2 separate regions of the Pan paniscus genome follow, and region 1 is linked to region 2. A link is a contact called in public Hi-C data. All regions are on one chromosome and are shown on one strand. Each heading gives the region's core, a stretch centred on a gene start, on an enhancer-like site or on the middle of the called end of the contact. The rest is flanking DNA. Distances are from core to core; before and after follow the strand shown. Region 1 holds the start of CALCRL (calcitonin receptor like receptor). Region 2 holds the start of ZSWIM2 (zinc finger SWIM-type containing 2).

The links. Hi-C and Micro-C count contacts between places; a contact is called where the count stands out from the background.
Region 1: a contact with region 2 is called in a Hi-C map of fibroblasts, with 5 times the contacts expected there. The contact joins the promoter of CALCRL here to the promoter of ZSWIM2 in region 2. A contact is called at or near these places in 2 of 3 Hi-C or Micro-C datasets (fibroblasts and induced pluripotent stem cells).

Annotation. Positions count from the first base shown.
Region 1 is chr13:90,112,021-90,115,584 of NHGRI_mPanPan1-v2.0_pri, forward strand. CALCRL (calcitonin receptor like receptor) reads right to left here and starts at 1,703. Exons shown (of 16, transcript XM_003823512.5): 1 at 1,445-1,703.
Region 2 is chr13:89,531,281-89,534,644 of NHGRI_mPanPan1-v2.0_pri, forward strand. It overlaps ZSWIM2 (zinc finger SWIM-type containing 2), which reads right to left and starts at 1,791. Exons shown (of 9, transcript XM_003823515.4): 1 at 1-1,791.

The DNA of each region.
Region 1 (3,564 bases), core at 453-2,952, 580 kb after region 2:
TGTTACTAACCTACGGCATTGGGTTAGTAAATGTGTTGTTTCCACTTTCTCCCCCATTTATATAATGGCTAAAGTCACATTCTAAAAACACTTTTCCCATTTCTACACATGTGTCAGGGAACTCAGTACAACTGAAGATTGAAAAGAGAGAGAAATCAGCCATGATACTCTTAAAGAATCACAAATCTAAGAATTAATTTAAATTTTCATTATATTGAGGAATTTGTGGAAAAATTGAGTTGTAAATTACTGAGGAGTTACTCAGGATGTTTGTAGTCTATTATTAATGTGCCAGATATAAGTGATTAAGTACAGGATGCTTCCAATGTAGGACATCTTGGAAAGTATAATTGCATTTAGGTAAGAAAATATATAACTTAAAAATCATATCTATCAACATCATTTAAAATTTGACATCAAACTTTCTCCAGCAACAAATTTGTGATATATCTACACAAACAATTTATTAAGCAGACATTAGTTTCTTAAATTGTTCAGGACAGCCTGTACTATCGGAATGAGCATTAACAGATGTTTTATCTCAACATTTCAGTAAGTTCCATCCTGGAAATTCTTTTTTAATAAATACTTTAATTTCTTTGTTTAATCGTCTAATATACTTCTTTGGGAAAGCTGTCACGTTTCTTTATCCACAGATATCGTGGTATCACACCCCCCTCCAAAATCTTGCAGAGGGGAACCAGTCAAGTTGAAGTATTCTCTTAAAGATTTCAAAATTAAGAATTGTTTTAAAAATCTACATTTCCTAAACTCTAGGTTTTTTTTTTCTTTGTAGCCGACACCATGATCCAAATAAAGAGCAAACAGTTCAGGGTTAGCAGAAGAGAGATTTAAACACATCTGGCAACAATGAACACAAAAATTAGTTCAGTAGTTACAGATATATGTGTAAATAAAGGTGAAAGGCAAATAAAAGCAAATGTAATAAATGCAAAGTGATTACTTTTCAAAACTCTGTATTATGATCAACCACAGAGTAAGTGAGACTCCGAGACCCATTAAGTAGTTATTCTTTCACCTCTTTCTTACAGCTGATAACATGGAAAGTTTAAAGACCCTTCCGGGGGGAGAAATGTTTTCCAGTTGTCAAGATTCAAGCTTAGCTAATATTAGAGCTAATTTTAAAAGACATTGTTCTGTGATTAAGGTATTTGTTCAGAAATATGTCTTTTAATCCATTTAGATTTTTAATACTTTCTAAATTTATTTTCTAGAATACCATGGTAAACAATATTATCTAGTAGTATTAGATTTTGTATTCATGTTGGGGTAGTAGGCTGTATTTTCTCTAGCATGTGAAATAAGTGAGAATATGTTTCAACATTATTTCAATGCTATCTACTAAATTCTATAATAGAAACATTGCCAAACTATATGAGAATACTACTTAGAATAAATATATTTATTTTGAATGTGCACTTACCCAGTCCAGCTCTTAAGGAAATTCTTTGTGAAATATTCTTAGGATGGAACTTTACTTTCTGAGATTCCGCAGAAGAGATTTACCCACAAGCAAGGTGGGAAAGAGTGAAAGCTTTGCAATGTGATCCTGCAATTAGGATGAGATTCAGTTAGCAGAGCTTGATGGTCCTAAAGCAGGAGGTGACACTCTCTGCTGGAGAGAGAGAGGTTGTTCTGAGTAGATTGTAAGTGTTGTCAGATTGTAAGTGATCAGCAGCAGAAGGGAAACATCAGAGCTTCCTGTTACATCACTCTGACCCCGCCTGCAGTTAGTGTTAGGTTACTTTCTTTCTCAAATAGCATACCCCAGGAAAGCAGCACTCCTTTCTTATTGTGAGACAAGAGCAAGAAGCAGCCTGAACAGAGAGAGATCATAGGCTGTGTGAATACATTGTTACCAGTAAAAAGCTGGCTGGCTTTCACCTTGACTGAGTTCTGTTAGAACTTGCCAAACAAGCTACTTGTGATTTGAAGGAAATCTGAATATAGTATTCTGCTCAAAGAATCAAAGGAGTTAGGCGTGTGTGTGTGTGTGTGTGTGTGTGTGTGTGTGTGTGTGTGTCGAATTATAGCTTACAAAGTATCCAGGAAAAAAAATCTAACAAATCTGTGTTCATAGCACAACACAGAAAAAAAATTAACTATATTCATCATAACTGGTTTTGTGATTTGGCTCTTCTTAATTTGGAGCTCTGCTAATTGGGTGCTGTTCCTCATCAGTTCCTAAGTGCAGTTCCTAATCAGTTAATTAGATCAAGAAACTTTATCCTGCAGTTTTTAAATCTTTTATTTTTTCCTTTACCTTCTTCATAAGAACATGAGTGTATGTGTTATAAATTCAACTTGTGTATGTGTGTGTATAGTGTTTCTTTTATAATATATAAGTATATATATTTGACAAAATAGCCTTTTGAATAATTCATAATTTTAAAATTATTGCACACATTTAAAAATATTTGGTATAATTATGTTATTTATAATATAAAAATAATTTATACAATATTTGTAAGTCAATATAATCTTAAAGAAAATATAGATGTTGTAAACATAATATTATAAAATAATATAAATACAAAGGATACTTTATTTCTCAGACAAAATTTCATCTCAAAGCATAGTTTTTCCTGAATATGTTTAATACATCATTGGATATGATCAGGGGAAAATGTAAATTTGAAATGCTTTTATCATTTTTATAATTTGGTAAATGTTCGATATGAAGCAATAATTATAATCCCTGTAACCTAAACAGCACTAAAAGTCACTTAATTTATCAGGGCATACATTTTCTCATCTATAAACTAGAAGAGATAGATTTTATCTCTAAGGCTTTGAATTGACAAATTTCATAACATTTTGAAATAGATAAGATATGGTGAGGATCATTCAACTCTTAGTAAATTGTTAGTGCAATTCCGGGGTAAAATGAGGTGCCCATACACCTTGTAGGCAGACAAAGGAGGTAAAGGCAAAATAAATTCAGGAATATCATGTTTTTAAAGCAGGGTGCTCATGTTGACATCTTTATTGTCTGAATTAGTGGAAGAAAATGTTTATACAATCTTTGATTTTAAGACCAGTAAGATCAATATTGATTAAAAAAATACAGACATATAAAAAATAGATATACTTTTATCTCTATGATTATGGTTAATAGAAAAGACTTGTAAGAAACTGAGTTACACTGGTGAACCGGTTCTGATACTGTCTGGTGTGATCTTGACAAAGCTTTTTAGGCTTCATGTTCCCATCTTGAAATTCAGAGAAAAACAAATACTAGATTTAATATGAAAGTAATAATGGGTCATGTCTTCTCATCTTCCATGCTAAGTGTAATATATGAATCCTATAAAGAGATTAATACATAGTCTTTGAATTTAATTAAATCATGGAAAACTAAAACTTTTCCCAATATGTTTATAAAAGCATTAATATTTTTGTCTTTCCAAAGATTCATTTTTCTTTCTTTCTTTCCTTCCTTCCTTCCTTCCTTCCTTCCTTCTTTCTTTCTTGATGGAGTTTTTGCTCTTGTTGCACAGGCTGGAGTGCAATGATGCAATCTCAGCTCACTGCAACCTCCAT
Region 2 (3,364 bases), core at 541-3,040:
GTCAGCTTGCCAGTCTCCAAATGGGCATGTGTGAGTTGGGTTGAGGGCAGAATATATGGAGTGATGGATTGAAACATTGAGATGAGTTTAAGATGACTGAATACCTGGAGCAGGTGTGTGTGTATAGCATACTTCTGTAATGGTGTTAGAGAGTTGCAGGCTACTAGGAAACTTCAGCTTTTTGCCATGTCTAACACATGGCAAGCAATATTCAGAGGTGCCTGTGGAAGACAGGTAAATGATCTGGTTCTCAAGGATTAAAAACATGAAATGGATACAAGAGTTTGTGTTTATTTCTAGAGATTAGGCACAAAAGAAAGGCGGAATACTGGTATCTGACAAAGAAGATACAGAATTAATTGACTTCAAGACTGGAAGCAAATAGAACTAAGGATTCCAGAGGGAGGCACCAGCACAACCACCTTAAAAAAAGTCAAAACTCGCAACTCATTGTTCACTAACAAGGAACAATTCAGACTGCCCATATTGCAGAAGTGACCAGCAAGAGTCTAGGGGACACTGTGTAAATTTAAGGTCATCAGCTTTTATCAGACACGTGTTTACAGAGCTTTTATTTCCTCATACACTCATGTATCTTTTTGAGATGAAATAGGGAATGAGTGGAAATCTAAAATTCTAGGCATTTTATCCTTAATAGTGATTATGATGGTCTTAACATTCCACTTAGCTTGACTAAACTTTAGACAGATTTTTTCCTGACTGTAGATTCTTGACCTCCCTTTTCTTAGAGTATTTACTTCGGAAAACTTGGAATTATAAATTCTTTCTCTACCCCTTTAAGATGTAAATATTCTTGCAGCCTCTTGCAGATGTGACAACTAGTCATGTCTTTCTCAAGGACCTGGGAGGCATTCTTTGAAATAGAATCAACAATAAAAATAGTGCTCTCATATCCTAGTCTTTGCAGCAGCATAGAAGCCTAATTTAGATAAGTGCCAATTAGCAAATACAGGTGGCTTAGTCACATCGGCCAACCTTCACCCTAAAGTCCTCCAGTACTTTTCCACTGGTTTACCTCCAGGTGCAGGAAACCACCATGGCACGTGTGAATCTATGTAACAAAACTACATGTTCTGCACATATACTCCAGAACTTAAAGTATAATAATAATAAAAAATATAAAAACTGCCACCTTTTGTTTCAGTAGTCATGTTTAATCTCACTCCCATATTGCAGTAGACTTTAATAAAGTCTTCCTTGCTTGTTTAACTCCATCCAATGCAGTTTTTCTTTGACAGTGAACACCATTTATCTAAAAGACTATTTGGTAATTAAGTCAGGCTAAATTATATTTTGCTGAGTTTTTTTCTTGTGAACAAAGAAAGTGAAGTCTATCAAAAGCAACTGGACCATTTATAGAGAAAATATTTTAAACTTTTTGCACATAAAAGTGTAATATGAATAAATATATAACCCACTATGAGTGTGACTGGGACTTTAAGATGCCAGAATAAGTAGATAATGTTAGTTTCTCCCCCATTGACTAGCCTAAAAAAAAGTCAGGTTTCAACCTCTGACAATGAAGAGAACTAAAGAGGGCTGAGGTAGGCAGAATTTTCAGAATGACCCCAGTGACCCCAATGACCCTTACCCTTGTATAATTTCTTCCTCTGTATGTAGTGTTATGTGGCAAAAGAGATTTTGCAGGTATAATTGTGGTTACTAATCATTTGATTTTGAGTTAATTAAAAGGGAGATAACTATGGTTGGCCTCATGTTATCTCATAAACTCTTTAAAGGCAGTTTTCTCTGGCTGGTGACAGAAGGAGAAGTCAGAATGGAAGCACTTTTTTTTTTTTGGCCAGCTTTGAAGATGGAGGGGGCCATGTGACAAGGAATTCTGTGGCCTCTGGAAGAAGAAAGTGGCCTCTGGCTGACCACCAGCAAGGAAATGGCGTCCTTAGACCTTGAGCAGCAAAGGACTGGATTTTTGGCAGCAACTTGAATGGGCTTGAAAGCAGATTCTTCTGCAGAGCTTCCAGAGAAGAGCACAGTCTGGATAACACATTGATTTCAACCTTGTGAGACAGTGAGCAGAGAGCCTAGCTGAGACTGCCTGTACTTCTGACCTATATATCTGTAAACTGGTAAATGGATATTGTTTTAAGTCACTAAATTTGTGATAATTTCTTTTGCAGCAATAGAAAAAGAATATGGGCCACTGGCAAATTAACAGTTTCAACAACCTACTAGAAGAACAAATATGGGTGGAAGAATGCTGACTGATGAAATGAGGAGTAATTGATGGCAAGAACATGGAACAGATTACTTCTCATCTGCCAGCATTGGGTTGGACAATAGAATCACTTTAGCTAGTTTTACTTACAAAGGAATTTACTATAGGATATATGTTAGCTTGTAAGCTGACTAGAAGGGCCCAGAATCAAGCTTTAATTCCACCATAAAGTGAGGCATTCAGGAAACTTATTCACTTATACCATGAGATTTTTCCAGTGGAAATTCCTCTGAGTAATTCAAAAAGCTAGGGACTAAACATTGTACCTTTATTCTCATTGTTGCAGTGAAAACAAAGGACTTCATAACTGTGATTGCTAGTTGGGCTGCGTGGTCTCAAGAACTTTATTATTGCCTTTTAAGTCCTGGCAGAAGACAGTCAAGTATTTACAATCTAAAAGTTAAAAAAATCTGGAGAATATAGAAAGGTGGTAGAAAAAAATTGGAGAGTTACCCAAATGGATAAGGGGGCAGGAGAATTCAAACAATTTGACAAGCCGCAAGACCAAGATATTAAAAAGACAATCAGAATAAGAAGGGTTTTTTTGTTGTTCTAGAAATGATTTTTTAATTAAGAAACTCAACAGAAATTTTGAAAGATAAAGTCAATTATCTAGATGTAGAGCAAAAAGAAAAAAAGATGGAAAATATTAAAAAGAAAGAAAGAGGGCTAAGCAAAAATGTACAAATTTAGACCATTATGATTTTCAAAAGGCAGAGTGAAGGGAAGGAAATTATCAAAGATGATAATAGAAAAAATTTCCTAGGATAATTGGGAGAACTATATCTTCAAATAAAAAGGGCTTGTCAAATGCTGAGCAGTACAAATGGATAATGATTCATACCTAGATATGTGGCTGAGAAATTTTGAAGTGTTGAAAATAAAGAGAAAAACCTAGCCATTTACAAAATGAAAAAAAGATACAAATGGGCAAAAACAAGATAAGAATTAGAGTCTTTATTTGCATCAGGGATCCTAAATGACTTGGAAAAGTTCTGAGGGAAAATGATACTGACACTAGAATTTTATGTCTAGCTATGTTATCAAACAAATGTAAGGACAAAATCAAGTCATTTTCAGATATATAGGATTCAGAAAGCTTATCCC